2 separate regions of the Mus musculus genome follow, and region 2 is linked to region 1. Evidence: chromatin contacts called from public HiChIP or PLAC-seq data. All regions are on one chromosome and are shown on one strand. The core of a region is the stretch at or near the end of the contact, and the rest is flanking DNA. Distances in the headings are between cores, read along the strand shown. Region 1 has its middle 4.8 kb from the start of Gm3363. Region 2 overlaps Pip4k2a (phosphatidylinositol-5-phosphate 4-kinase, type II, alpha).

Region 1 (6,327 bases), core at 446-2,945:
AGTGTGGGCTTCCATTTTCCTTGTGCACGTTAGGTGAGTTCACATCAGAGTCCCTAGACTGAGAAGAAGAAGAGAGGAAAGAGATCTTTTTCTTCCTTATGAGTTCTTGAGTCAAAAAGTAAAAGCGAGTTAAGAACCATTTTCCTTGTGTCCTGTGGTATGTTTATCCTCAACTCACAGGACCTTTAAGTAATGCTTTTTTTTTTTTAACTTGCTGATTCAGTAAATATCTGCAATGCTGTATATATTGCCAAATAACATACTAGGCTCCAGGGAAAAAAAGTGAACTCCTGTGTTTTTTTGTTGTTGTTGTTGTTGTTTTGTTTTTTTTTTTTTTAGTAGGTTTACAGGAAGGAGAGAAACCAATAAGCAAATACATAAACTGTATGCAAAAGGTTTAAAATGTCATGACTGTGGGAGGTAATTGGCGAAAAGTAGTTCTAAAGCCAGCCTTGAGCTCACATTCCGCCTTGCTGGTATTATTTATTTGCTATTACTTATTTGTTTTCTCATTCCTGACAGGTTGTATGAACAAATAGATGATGACTTCTTAGACTTCAGTTTCTTCCCACGTTTGCTTTGGATAGTCTTAAATCATAGGACCCCTAACCCTAATTCTAACACAGGTCAATTCCCTCCCCTAGGCCCCGAGGTCACATTGCTTCTGCCAAGGGTTGCACACCATCCCGAGGAGGCCTCATATTCTTTTTTCTCTTCTCTTCTCTTCTCTTCTCTTCTCTTCTCTTCTCTTCTCTTCTCTTCTCTTCTCTTCTCTTCTCTTCTCTTCTCTTCTCTTCTCTTCTCCTCTCCTCTCCTCTCCTCTCCTCTCCTCTCCTCTCCTCTCCTCTCCTCTCCTCTCCTCTCCTCTCCTCTCCTCTCCTCTTCTCCTCCTCTCCTCTCCTCTCCCCCTCCCCTCTCCTCCTCTCCTCTCCTTCTCCCCATCCCCTCTCCTCCTCTCCCCTCCCCTCCCCTCCCCTCCCCTCCTCTCCCCTCCCCTCCCCTCTCCTCCTCTCCCCTCCTCTCCTCTCTTCTTTTTCCTTTCCTTTCCTTTCCTTTCTTTTCCTCCTTTTCTTTTCTTTTCTTTTCTTTTCTTTTCTTTTCTTTCTTTCTTCCTTCCCTCCCTCCCTCCTTTCCTTCCCTTCCTTCCTTCCCTCCTTCCTTCCTTTCTTTCCTTTCTCCTAACACAAGATGATGGTGCAAAGAGCCAGAAAACTAGCTTCTGTACGCAATTTTGAGCACAAGAAAACAATAAAACCCAAAGATCAAAACCCTAAAGGGGACAACGGCCAGTGGCTCAAAGCTAAAGGAGAAGGTGGTGCACAATCCAAATCCACGCCCCAGCCTTTGCCCTCCTTCCGCCCCAGGAAGGCCGACAGACAAAGCCACCCGGTGAGTCCATGAGTAGGGGAACAATGCCCTGGCGCTCAGCACAAAACGAAAGTCCGCTGCGGGGCCCGAGGGGATGGCAGGCCGGGGCGCCTTGGGCCCACGCGTCCCGACCCCAACTCCCGACGCCATTCAAGCAGACACCGCGCAGAACAAGGTCAGCTCTGTGCAGCGCGCGGCGGCAGCGCGGCCACCCCTGCTCCCGGGAAGCCCAGCGACGACATCGGGAAAGGCGCCCACGGAGAGCTTACGAGCCCCACGATCCCCGAGCCAAGCGCCCAGCCGGGAAGTAGAGCCGTCCGCGCGCGGAGGGAAACGCCGGGTGTAGTGCGGTTTGTCCTTGCTCTTATAAGCATGCTGCTCCCGGAACCGCTGCCTTAGACCGAGTTCGGGTTATTTTCTGGCCAGGATTCTACCTTCTGTGAGCCTGAGGATCCGTCATCTGCGCACTCCAGTGGCCCAGCGGCCGCCCAGCTCCAGCTTCGGGGACGTTCTGGGCCTGGATTGCATCCGAGGGTGATTGCGCCCACTTCCAGGGAGCAGGTTTTACCAGTGTCTGTTCTGGTCAGTGGAGTGCTGTTCTGGTCAGGATGGTGAGGAGTAATGAGGATAATGCAGGTAACACTGTCTAAAAGCACATCACACCCTCAAGAAGGAACCTAGCATTAACTCAGTGTTAATACAGGTAACAACTCACAAGGATCTGAAAACATAACATGAGGAAAATCGCAGAAAAGATCACGACCAACTAGAGTCCATGTTTAAAAGCTGTAAACAAAGCCTTTGCCTGGCCAGAAAACGAAAGTAGTACACTGCAGGCTGGACAATAACTTTATAGCTCAAAAGCAGTGGTGATTACATCACAGTTGCCACAATTCACAGAAGTGTAATCTAAAGGTATATAAAGTTTATTCTGCTCAAACTGTAAGTAAAATAATGTCCTCAAAAGTTGGCCGAAGTAGGGTGTCTGTTTTGGGGGAGAAGCTGCTGCTAGGGGGTAGGTGACTGAGAGACAAGCTGATAGGAAAAAAATATTTACTGCTTAGGAAATTTACATGAGCCTTAAAAGCATCCTTCTCAGAACTAAGTCCTCTAAGAGTAGATTCACTCCAACAATAGAAAGAAAATATCCTAAAGAACAATATGGCAATGTTGTTGCCTAAAGAACACCCAGAGCAATTGATGTACTTCTCCAGATTTACTTAGCCCCACCAACCTCACCACCACCTCTGCTTCGTGGTGTCCAGGGCTGGCCTTTCTGCGGAGGGTTCCACTCCTGTTCCCTCCCTGACAGATAACCCCCAACAAATGAGGGTAAAGATTCAACCCTGCTTCCTTATAGGGGCCCTGATGGTGGAATGTTCTGCCTCTATCTGCCCAAGGTCCCAGCGCAAGGTGAGTTAGAACAGTATGAGACAAACCTTCACAGAGGCAGAAAACAAACACTACCCGGCATATCAGTCTCTACCACGGACACTCCCAAGGCTTGAGCTTTGCCTGAAAGCTGCAGAACGAACAGTCAGCTACACTTTCTCATACGTGTTCACTAACGTGCTACTTTGTATCTGTTTTCCTTTCTGTTTAGGAACAGTCAGCTGTACTTTCTCATAAGTGTTCACTAACGTGCTACTTTGTATTTGTTTTCCTTTCTGTTTAGGAACAGTCAGCAGTACTTTCTCACAAGTGTTCACTAACGTGCTACTTTGTATCTGTTTTCCTTTCTGTTTCTCCTTGCTCTTGATGCCCTGGGATTCCATCTTCTCATCAAATCTTAACACTTAAAATTGCCCTCAAGGTTAGCTTTTCTTTGGCAGTGTTTGGGTGTTACGTATACTTTCCTAAAGATTTCACAACCATGACAAACTTTTTTTTTTCTCTCTCTGTTTTGGCTCTGGATTACTGTCTCATTAAAGTGCTAGTTTAGAAGGCAATCGGTTGAGAATCATTGCCAAATATTTGGGCTTGGGAGAGAGATAAAAGTTTGGGCTTCTATTTATTTGGTTTCAATTGGTGTTTCCTCATACAAGCTAATTCCTAGATCATAGGCTCTTACATGCTTTCAACATTTGGAAGTATGAAAAGTTGAGATGCATGTTTGTGTAAAACAAAAATACTTTCAATTATGCTTATAAAACTGTTAATCTGGATCTCTAATTATATGTTTTAGTGCATCTTCACAAAGCTGTTTTGCTTGTTCTAAAATCACTAGGAGAAGATAAATTATGAGCCTTTTACCGCAACCTCTAGCTCACAGTGCTTTGCAAAACAATTTTTCTTGACACTATTTTAAATATAAGAGCATTAGGTTCATGATTTTAATAATAATTGCACAGGTTTGTGGCAACATGTTTATTGAAGATTCATCAGACACATTCTGCCTCCCACCTGGCTTGCCAATCATCTGTAATTTGATCAACAGTAATTCGAGATGGGACTCAGTAGGGTCAGATGTTAAATAGAACATTTCCACTTTTCTAACCACAAAATCCTCCCTCTCTTGGCCACTTAAAACCTGTTACATAATCTGCAAACACATGAATGTAATGATTTCTGCTGCAGGCCTTGGTAAAGATCACATACCTGCAAACTTGCTTTTCTATTGCAGTTTACTGCTTAAAATTCTAGCCTTGAAAGCCACTTAAAATACATAATCTGCTTTCATCTACATCTGTAGCTAGTGAATTGGTGTTTGCAATGAAAACTTTTTCTCTTATTGTGTTTACAATTTTTAATATTTGCACTTGAAAGCCATCCCATCTGAATTTAATTATGACAAAAAATGAAGCGAGGCTGTACAGATAATGTGTACATTTTCAAAGAAAGAAAAAGACATTTAGGGATATCTTAGGTTATTCATATCTATGCAATATCAAACGTTATCTTAATAAAGGAACAGAAGAGTATCTCCTTAATTTATGGCTGCTAGTTCTTCCCAAATTTATGAGTATAGACAGTGTTCAGCAACCATGCAGTTTTATACTTACAAAATAGGCACTGGCCTCAGTAGTAGGTCAAAAGCTGGCCGCAATTGTGTCCCATTACTCAAACACTTTTAGAATTCTTATGCCACTAGTGTCTGAGTCACATTATTTTAAATGACATGTTCAGTGTTAACAAATCTCCACCCCCCCCCCCCGAGCAGATCAAACTGTTAGAAATATCTGAAGGTCACTTGCAACCACAGCTAGCTTACCGGCATTGTTTAACAGGTGAGATTTCAATGAGAAGGAAGGAAATTGAGTGAACTGAGCAGCACATAAAACACAACAACCAAACCACCACCATCATCATCATCATCACCACCATCATCGTCGTCATTGTCGTCAAGAAAGGACTGAAGAATGATTGCATGAGAAATGGATGAATTAGATAGAGACCAATAAAATGGATCAATTCAAAAAGAAAGGTCAAGGAGGAGAAATCCCTGAATTTTTTATTTAATGAAATATACAGAGCATAAATAAAACTACAAAACACAAAGGAGACAGCAGTGATAAGGAGTATGTTTTAAAATTACCTTAATTATAATTAATTATTAATTATAATTACTATGTAATTATATTTTTGAGTACAGTTACATGAATGAATCACAATTTTTCACTCCCTAATTGGTAACCAATTAGACCGTTATCCAGTATTCTGCCATCACATAGCAGTGGAATGTCTTTGCTTATTATTTAGGAGAAGACATCATTGAATGTTTTTACCTATTAGTTAGATTGATGCCTAGTAATGAAAATAAATTTCAGTATCTGAGTATGTATTTCTAAGCCTTTATCCAGAAGGGTAGAATTTGTATCAATTTGAAAGTATATGCAAAAAACATGTGGAAGGTTTGAAGGTGGTGGACGGACGAGTGCCATTTTATTCTTTCCTCTACTTCTGTTCTCGTCTTAAAATTTTTATACTTAATTATAGAACCATAGAAGCATTTTCATTAAAATCAAATATGAGGATACCTGTTATCACTGTTATTTAAATTTATGTTGAAATACCTAAAAAGATAGAATGTAAATATCAGGGAGACTATGTCAAAGCGATGGGGAAATGCTTTTATTTGTAGGTCATTCTTTTGCCTATAAAAATCTTAGAAACCTAGTTGAAAAGCTACTGTAGAATATTGAAGAGAGGCTTGAGAGACAGTTTTAGTGGATAAAAGTGTTTGCGGTGTAAATATGGGAACCTGAGTCTGAATCTCCAGCACCCAGGTAAAAAAGCCAGGTGTGTGTGTGTGTGTGTGTGTGTGTGTGTGTGTGTACTCATGTAACTGCAGCACCGAAAGCAGACATGGGCAGAATCTAGGAGCATTTTTAGCCAGCCAGCCTATCTAAACCAGCAGGCTTCAGGTTCAGTGAAAGACTCCATGGAAAGAAATAAGATAGGGTTATAGAATGGGACAGCCGACCACCATCCTCCTCTAGCCTCTAGGGGTGTATACACAGGTGTGTACATCTATACAAATGCACACCCACATAGAATGCAAACATACACCATATACATAGATACATATATATCTAAGTATATGCATTTATGTATGTGTGTATATATATGTATATATATGTGTGTTACATATAAAAAGGTTTTCCAGTAATTTACCAATTAACTGCTTAAAAAGATTCTATGCAAAATAATAAAATGATCCTATTTACACATAAATAATGTTGGCAAAAACTGAAAGAGATCTATACCCACAAAGGAAAGGGAGGCAAAGTTATGAATAGGTTAAGATGTATATGCTCCTAGGTAAATATTTGCAATTTTAACCAAAAAATCCAGTGGGACAGGTTTGAATTGAAACAATAACTATCTGAAGGAAAAAAACAGAGTAACCAGGATAGATCTGATCATGAATAATAACAGGGATATTCACTGTACCAGATGTTAATATATATTATAAAGCCATAATAATTACAGCAATATTGAATTACTGAAAAAAGGTTG
Region 2 (7,062 bases), core at 2,012-4,511, 180 kb before region 1:
CTGCCCCCTTTCTCTGCTCCTCACTGGAATTCACTTGAGCCAGCACCTGCAGCTTCCTGCCTCCAAACAGTGAAAGGCACAGGTTCACTCACCATAACCCATTTGAGCATCGTTAGTTGCATCAAAGGAATGCAAAGCAATAACAAGGGAGTCCTTTGTCCTCCGGGGAGCTTATGTTTTTAAAATGCACACCTCAGGTGTGCACCAGCTTCGACCACACTGTTAGCATGAGGTATGAAGACAGTGCAGCAGCACTTGAGAGGTGGTGTGATCTCTGTTATAAGGAGCATTTGGGAGAGGCTCACGTGTGAGCTCTGCAGCCATCCTGTGCTCCTGCCATTATCCTGGAGGGAGGAGAGAGGGTCATCTCCTAGAATGCTTCCCTTTGCTGGCCTTCACGTGCCACATGTTTCTTTTCTGTCTTTAGCAACATCATGGCGCATGGCTTTGATTCTTCCTACCTCTTTGGAAAATGTGTCTGGACAGGTATAATACCCATGGCCAGAGAACAAGATGAATTTTTCAGGAAGAATGTACCAGTCACAGCAAAACTCCATGATTAGTTTGTAGTGTTTGTAGATAACCACATCTTTGTTGAATGTGGTTTGCAAGGATGACTAAGGACGAAGGTTCAACACTCAACTCTCAGTAAGATAGTAACCAAGATGGTTCCTGTCCCTTGGCCCTCCAAACTTTATTTCTGAGAGTCACCTTAGGGTCACAATGAAATTGATAAAGAGAATGAAGAATTTCTTTGTCTCCTATCCAACCTCCTCCACAGGTTTCCTCTCTTCTATTTCCCACAGCACAGTGGGGAAAAAAAAAATCAATGATTCTACATTGACACCTACCACCCCAAGTTCAGAGTTTACATTGGCGTCCACTCTTAAATACACACAAATGCGAATGATGTCATCTCTCTACCCATTGAATGTGAAAGTCAAGATAATCACTGCATGCTATCATAGATTTTTTGGCTTGTGTGTGTGTGTGTGTGTGTGTATATATATATATATATATATATATATATATATATACATACATACATATAGTATATTGGTATGACAAAGGAGTGGCCACACAGATGATGAAGTGCTACAGCTGAAATAAAGGTGAAATTAATGGGAGTTACCACAAGGTTGGCTTAGCTCACAAAATTCATTCATTACCTTTTAGGAACTTATCTCTCATGCAGAATGAGATAGACCTGGTATTTGTTCAGTAGGATCTTGTGAGTCACAGAAGACAAAGATCTTTTCTCTAATCTAATTTCCTGCGTGCCTTTCAAAACAGAAAGTTTTGATCCACTAAACATTATTTTGGAATCCTGATTACGTACCTGGCATTGTGGCAAGGAGTAGGTGCCGGAGTCATAGGAGTGCAGGAGACACATTCATGCCTCCCTAGGAGCTAATGTCTGGGAGGCTGACCTTAAAGGAGAGTCAGGATAGTGTCTGAGACCTTGCAGCCACAGGGCTGAGGACTCTCTTGGGTGGCAGGGATGTAAGTCAGGGAGAAAGCTTTCTAAGGCAGCTCATGGCCAGCCCTGCAAACAGCCTCTAGAACCAGATCTGTCCTTTATGGAAACTGAATAAATAGTTTCATAGCCAGAATGGGCAGAGCTTGCCCATCACCCCTCTGTGCATGGGAGGGAGGGATCTGAGGCATGGCTCCACGTTTCTTGGACTCTCATGTCAGGCATGAGCTGTCCCTGGGAGCTTAGAAGGCCTGGAAACTTACTTAAGGACATTATGGAGCCCTTATGGAGAGGATATTAAAAGCTCAGTGCTAGATTGTCCAATATTCAGAGGATTAACTATGACCTCAGTGAGTTATTGAACTTCTCTGAGCTCAATTTTGTCTTCTGTAAAATGAAGATAAAAAAAATCCACCTATAATGAGATTCTCCTGCAGACTTCCAGGGAAAATGTATGTAAAACACCTGTGGCATTTCTGGGCTTATGATAAAGAGACCGCTGGGTCTACAGCTGGGTAGCAACTATGTAGTACCACAGGCTTGATGTGGCCAGAGAGGATAATCATTGTTCATTTGTTTAAAATCAAAAATTCGAACATTTCCTCTAACTGCTGATCTTAAACTCACTATCCATATATTTTAGTCTTTCGGTAGGTTAAATCTTATATTCTAACTATTGTTTTGAATTTATTGGCATTGCTTTAATTTGCATTTTTTAAGTTTTCAGATTTCTGTTAATGCACATAAAACATTACTAACCATGGTTGGCTTCTTCATCAGACTTGTAGTTCAGATGTCAAAAGTATTATTTTGCAAAATGTTTATATCCAGGGGTGAAAATGCTGGCCTAGTATCTTTTTTTATTTTTTATTTTTTACTTTTTTATTTTTTTGCTACCTTATGTCACCTCCAGCATCTTTGACTTTCTGTAACTTATGTTTTCTACTTGGCAGTGTTTTTCCAGAGCAACTTGTCATGGGCATGGCCTGTGCCTCCACATCTCAAAGAGCAAAGCTTCCAATGTTTAATTCTTCAATCAACACAGCAAGTTTTAGGAAACAGTTCTCTTGTGGTGTGAGCAAAGCACTTGCGTGGTTTATTCAGAGGTTGCTCAGGAACACATTGCCTGTTTCTTGTTCTGTCGGTACCTCTGCTGCCACATTATTTGTGTAATAGTAACCTCAGGAGAGGTTGTAGTCCTCCAAAATAGGTAAGCCCTATTTCTAAAGCCAGCTGAAAAAATTAGTTTTTAAATAACACTCATTTATATATCCATATCCACCCCAAAATACTGAAGGTAAAATTTAGCCTGGGTGCATCCACTCTATTGGTAGTAGTAATAGTAGTTACCATGCACCAGGAAAAGGAAGGGGGGAAATAAAGAAAAAACATTTTTCTTTTGAGAAAAAAGATACCAGTGTTAATGAGCTTTTCATCAAAATTGGTTTTAGTTTTTATTTCTCTTGGTTTATCTTTGTCTTTGCTCTGGACTAGGGAGAGTAAAAGCCCTTTGGAGCTCGTGTGGACAAAGAGAAAAATCTAAAGTTGCTTTTGGAGGAATTGTCAGAAGTTTACAAAAGCAAAACTACAGACTTTATGAAGTTCCTGTAAAGTCTGGTATGAGCCCCTTCAAATACAAAGGACAGAGGAAACATGGGTGGCTCCATTCCTAAAATTCATCATTGTCCTAACTGTTTTGGGATGGTGCCCAGACCTTCTTTGGGGACATCTGGAGGTGATGCTTCCTGTCACAGAGGCAGGAAGTGCTGTACTGCCTACAGGATTGTCTCTCAGAGGGCACAGTCAGTTGCTGCTTAAGAGAGTGCTGTGTTCCAATGCAAAGTGACAATCACTGTGTGCCATGCCACGCACCATCTTGTGCGTTAGGGCAGATTCAGAACAAAATAAAATCTGACCCTGGAGCCAGTGTACACTTGATCAGGCAAGTCATTTGGGACTCTGTTTTCAAAATCAAGTTTGCAAGTGACAGAAAATTAACTGTTTTAATCAGAAAGGGAAGTCCAGGTGTTGCTGCAGCCAGAGGCTCCCATGGGCAGCTTTTGCCGGCTTCAAGCTGCCCCTTTTGCCCTGTGTTCTATGCTCCATTTGTCTTTGCCCTTGAAATATCAAGATAACCCAGAAGCCCGGCATTTCCTTTCCCATCACTGAGTCGAGCAGGGCAGAGCTGCTTCCCTTAACTGTGGGAATCCAGACCTTAGGCCTGACAGTAGCTGGCCCAGTTGGATTTTATGTCAGTCGCAGAAGCAACCACCATGTTCTTGGTGGGCAGGGGTGCTTGTTTTCTGGACACAGGTCAAGTTCCAGCTCTGGGGCTCGGCTGGGTCAGGAATCAGAAAGGGCCTGATGCACCAGGTCAGACTGTGGGAAGCTGTTTTCTTAGCTGAGGAGGTGCCAAGGAGAATAGCTGGGGTCTAGCAGTTGGGATCCAAGAGAAGAACACAGTGTCAAAACAGAACATGACATAGCACACACTAGGTGCAAAGAGGGCCGCACTCATTGAGGATCAGCAGTTCATAGAGAAGATAGATGTACTTTTGGTTTGGCTCTCCCAGGAGGGTAACACCCATCACTTGGTGTCAGAATTGATGATGTCTCTTGCAGCCCCTTGTGACCCCTCCCATGGAACTTTCCAGTGGAACACTGCAACACTACATAAAAAAAAAAAAAAAGACTGTGCCCTTAAGACCAGCAGAGGAGCCAAAAAAAAAAAAAAACCAGAATTCTTGACTTAAAATAATGTCCCATTGGAATGGCTGGGGAGTGGTGTAACTGTAGTCCACCTGTAAGTAAGTACGAGGTACAGATGCATGCTGGGATATTTCCTGCCCACCCAGTCTTGTTTATGTTTCATAAATGATTGCTGAGCACCCACTCATTTCCACGTTTTGGAGAAAGTTTTCAAGGAGATAAACCAAGCTACAGAATTGCTTACAACATGAGTTCAGCCATCTGTAGACTTCTTAAAGGTGCCAAAGCCTAGAAACAAATACACCCAGAAGATAAGCAGTCACTTCTGCTCTTTATATTTTACCTGCATTTTCGAACAAAACAAAGACCACGCAGCTGTGAACCTGTGAAAAGATCAGCCTGCATTAGAAGCCTGGAACATTAGGCTTCTACAGGGCCGGGTCTAGAAGGCACGGCAACTGTCACAAGTGAGGTTTTAGCCTAGAAAATCTCCATGTGGACACACGGAAGCAGTGACTTGTGTATTGAAATAAGAACTTAGGCGTCCCTGAGAATCTCTGGAACCATTATCAGTATTGATCCAGGCTTTACTTTCCACTTGGTAGGTACCTCCCTCCTTGCCCCTATCCCCAAACCTGTCATCCTTTCTTCTCTCCGTTGAGGCACTAGCTCTCTTCTGTTTCTGTATTTTCCTCTAGTAGACCCCATGATCCACGTTTGCCATACATTTATTTAGATTTGACAGATGTCACCCCACAAGCTTTCTTTCAAATCTCCTATAATACCTTGTGATACCACATTATAATTCCCAATTAAAATCAGGAAGACTGACCAGAGCATGTGGGATTGCAAGTTCAAGGACAGCCTGGGCTACCTCATGAGGCCTATCTACAGCCTAACTACATAGTGGGATCTTGTTAGAAAAGATGAAAAGATACTGCATTGTGGTCTGAAAAATCTCACCCTTGCTGCCTCACTTCTGAGGAAAGGCTTGGGCAGAGCAAGCAGGAAGGTCGCATCCTGCTGGAAATTACATGCCTAACCACCCATGGATGCTTTAAAACTTGCAAGAGTTTGCTTCTTAGACACAACCAATTCTGTTCAGTCTCATAAGCGACCTCCATTCCCGCTACCTTTTATAATGGTGGCATATGAGGGATGCAAAGGCCAGTTATAGGCCAGCCTGGGCTACATAGACCTTGCCTTCAACACAAATAAATAATGAAATAAAACCTTTTCATTTAGGCTCGGGTTAAGAAACCATTCTTAGATAATGTTAAGGAGTCTCATTTTGGGATTATTGTCTGCCCCCAGACTCTGTGTTCTCACACCTTTCTCCTTCCCCATTATGTTTTTGAAAGTGAGCGCTGAGTTTTCCATTTTCTTAAGAATTAATCCTCTCCCAGGACAAAGCTCAGTAAGGGTGGAGTGACCAGCCTCGAGGAAATAAAGTCATTCATTCTCCAGGAACATTGTCCTAGCCTCTCTGGAAATAATTATGCGATTCAGTTTTCCTGAAAATTTTACTATAGCATCTGTTTTCACAATTAAGTTGGAATTATTAATGGCCTTGGGCATCTGTGCCCAGCAAAATCATTTACCATTCCAGAAACCCTCACTGTGGGGTTTCCCTTCCTGCTTATTATTATATCATGGCTGGGCAGCAGGCGGGAACACCGTCTCACTCACCCAGAAGCCAGTTGCTTCTTCAGAGTTGCTTCAGAGGTGCTTCTTGGGCACCTCTGAAACCACAGCTGTTTCCCCTTCATGTGAATTCTGACCCACAGATCTTGGGAATTCAGGTGAGTCTGGTGCTGTGGAGCTTAGCTGCAATCACAGCACTTGGGAGGCTGGTACAATAGCGTTCTGGAGACACAGATTCGAAACCAGTCATGGCACAGTAGTGAGACCTCGTCTCAAAGCCAGACACTGGAAATGTCAAACCAACAAGAGCCAGTCTGGGTGAAAATTTCCGTAACACATGATCTTGGGGCAAGATCACCACATGGTGCTGTAACCCACTGGACTGTGGGCGACAGGGCCCAGTTGCGTTCCTGTCCCTTCCTTTCACTGTGGACAGTTGTATCTGTGGCATGTAATGCAAGAGAAGAAGGTGACCTGACAGCCAGTGCTGCCGAAGGGAGATCAGAAAGAGCTGTGTAGGAGCTCAAGAGCAGATGTTCTCATCACTGTGGCCTGGGGGCTGAGGGGTCCTCAGTGGAGGGCTGGGACCAAGGGAAGGAAATGGCTTCCCTCGGGATGGAGAATTTGATCTTTTGACTTCCTTCATTCCTTATCACCCGCTCCGATGGCTGAGGCTTTCCCCTTTCCGTGCGTTCCTTCTTATCTCTTCCGGCAAACAGAAATGTCCGTGCAATGGCCCTGAGCTTAATTTACAACCCCAGGGATGGTCCTTGCTGGGACATGTTTTTTTTTGTTTTTAGTTGGAATTTTTATTTAACATAATGTTCACTGGACAAATACTATTTCCCAGTTCTCTGGGCTGCACACAAGTTTACCGGTCAGGAAGAGGGACTTTTTCCATGCTTAGTGTTAGTTAGTACACATTGACTGTTATAACAGTAATTATTATCATCAACTTAGGAAACGATATGCTTAGTGATTTTTTTTTTTAAATCACAGATAGTTAAACCTTCCAATATCGCTAATTTCTTAGAGTTACGGCAGCCACGTCATCACAAAGACATTGCTTCCCAGAAGTAGTTATCCCCTGGGATATCACAGTTACTGCATGGGATAGATAAGAATTGTCACGTGTAGCTTATAAACTCATGGATGCTAATTACTGCTTGTTAAGCACACATTTAAGCCCTGTGTCTCTGTGAGCTCAGTTATACAAGTCAGAGTCTATGGAG

Evidence for each region. HiChIP or PLAC-seq counts read pairs in DNA pulled down with a chosen protein or histone mark.
Region 2: a FOXA1 HiChIP or PLAC-seq map of pancreatic cancer cells shows a contact between it and region 1. The contact joins two enhancer-like sites. A contact is called at or near these places in 1 of 484 Hi-C or Micro-C datasets (CD4 T cells) and 3 of 115 datasets of contacts at active chromatin or transcription factors (bone marrow-derived macrophages, memory CD8 T cells and pancreatic cancer cells).

Annotation. Positions count from the first base shown.
Region 1 is chr2:18,762,494-18,768,820 of GRCm38.p6, reverse strand. No RefSeq gene overlaps it. Among named protein-coding and RNA genes, the nearest start is that of Gm3363, 4.8 kb to the right of the region's middle. Within about 2 kb of position 1,695, at least 399 of the 459 cell types and tissues checked have an H3K27ac peak or open chromatin away from gene starts, as enhancers often do. A contact at or near this core is called in memory CD8 T cells, where this site is marked.
Region 2 is chr2:18,940,285-18,947,346 of GRCm38.p6, reverse strand. All of the region lies in intron 1 of Pip4k2a (phosphatidylinositol-5-phosphate 4-kinase, type II, alpha), which reads left to right. Among named protein-coding and RNA genes, the nearest start is that of Pip4k2a, 54 kb to the left of the region's middle. Within about 2 kb of position 3,261, at least 48 of the 459 cell types and tissues checked have an H3K27ac peak or open chromatin away from gene starts, as enhancers often do. A contact at or near this core is called in memory CD8 T cells, where this site is marked.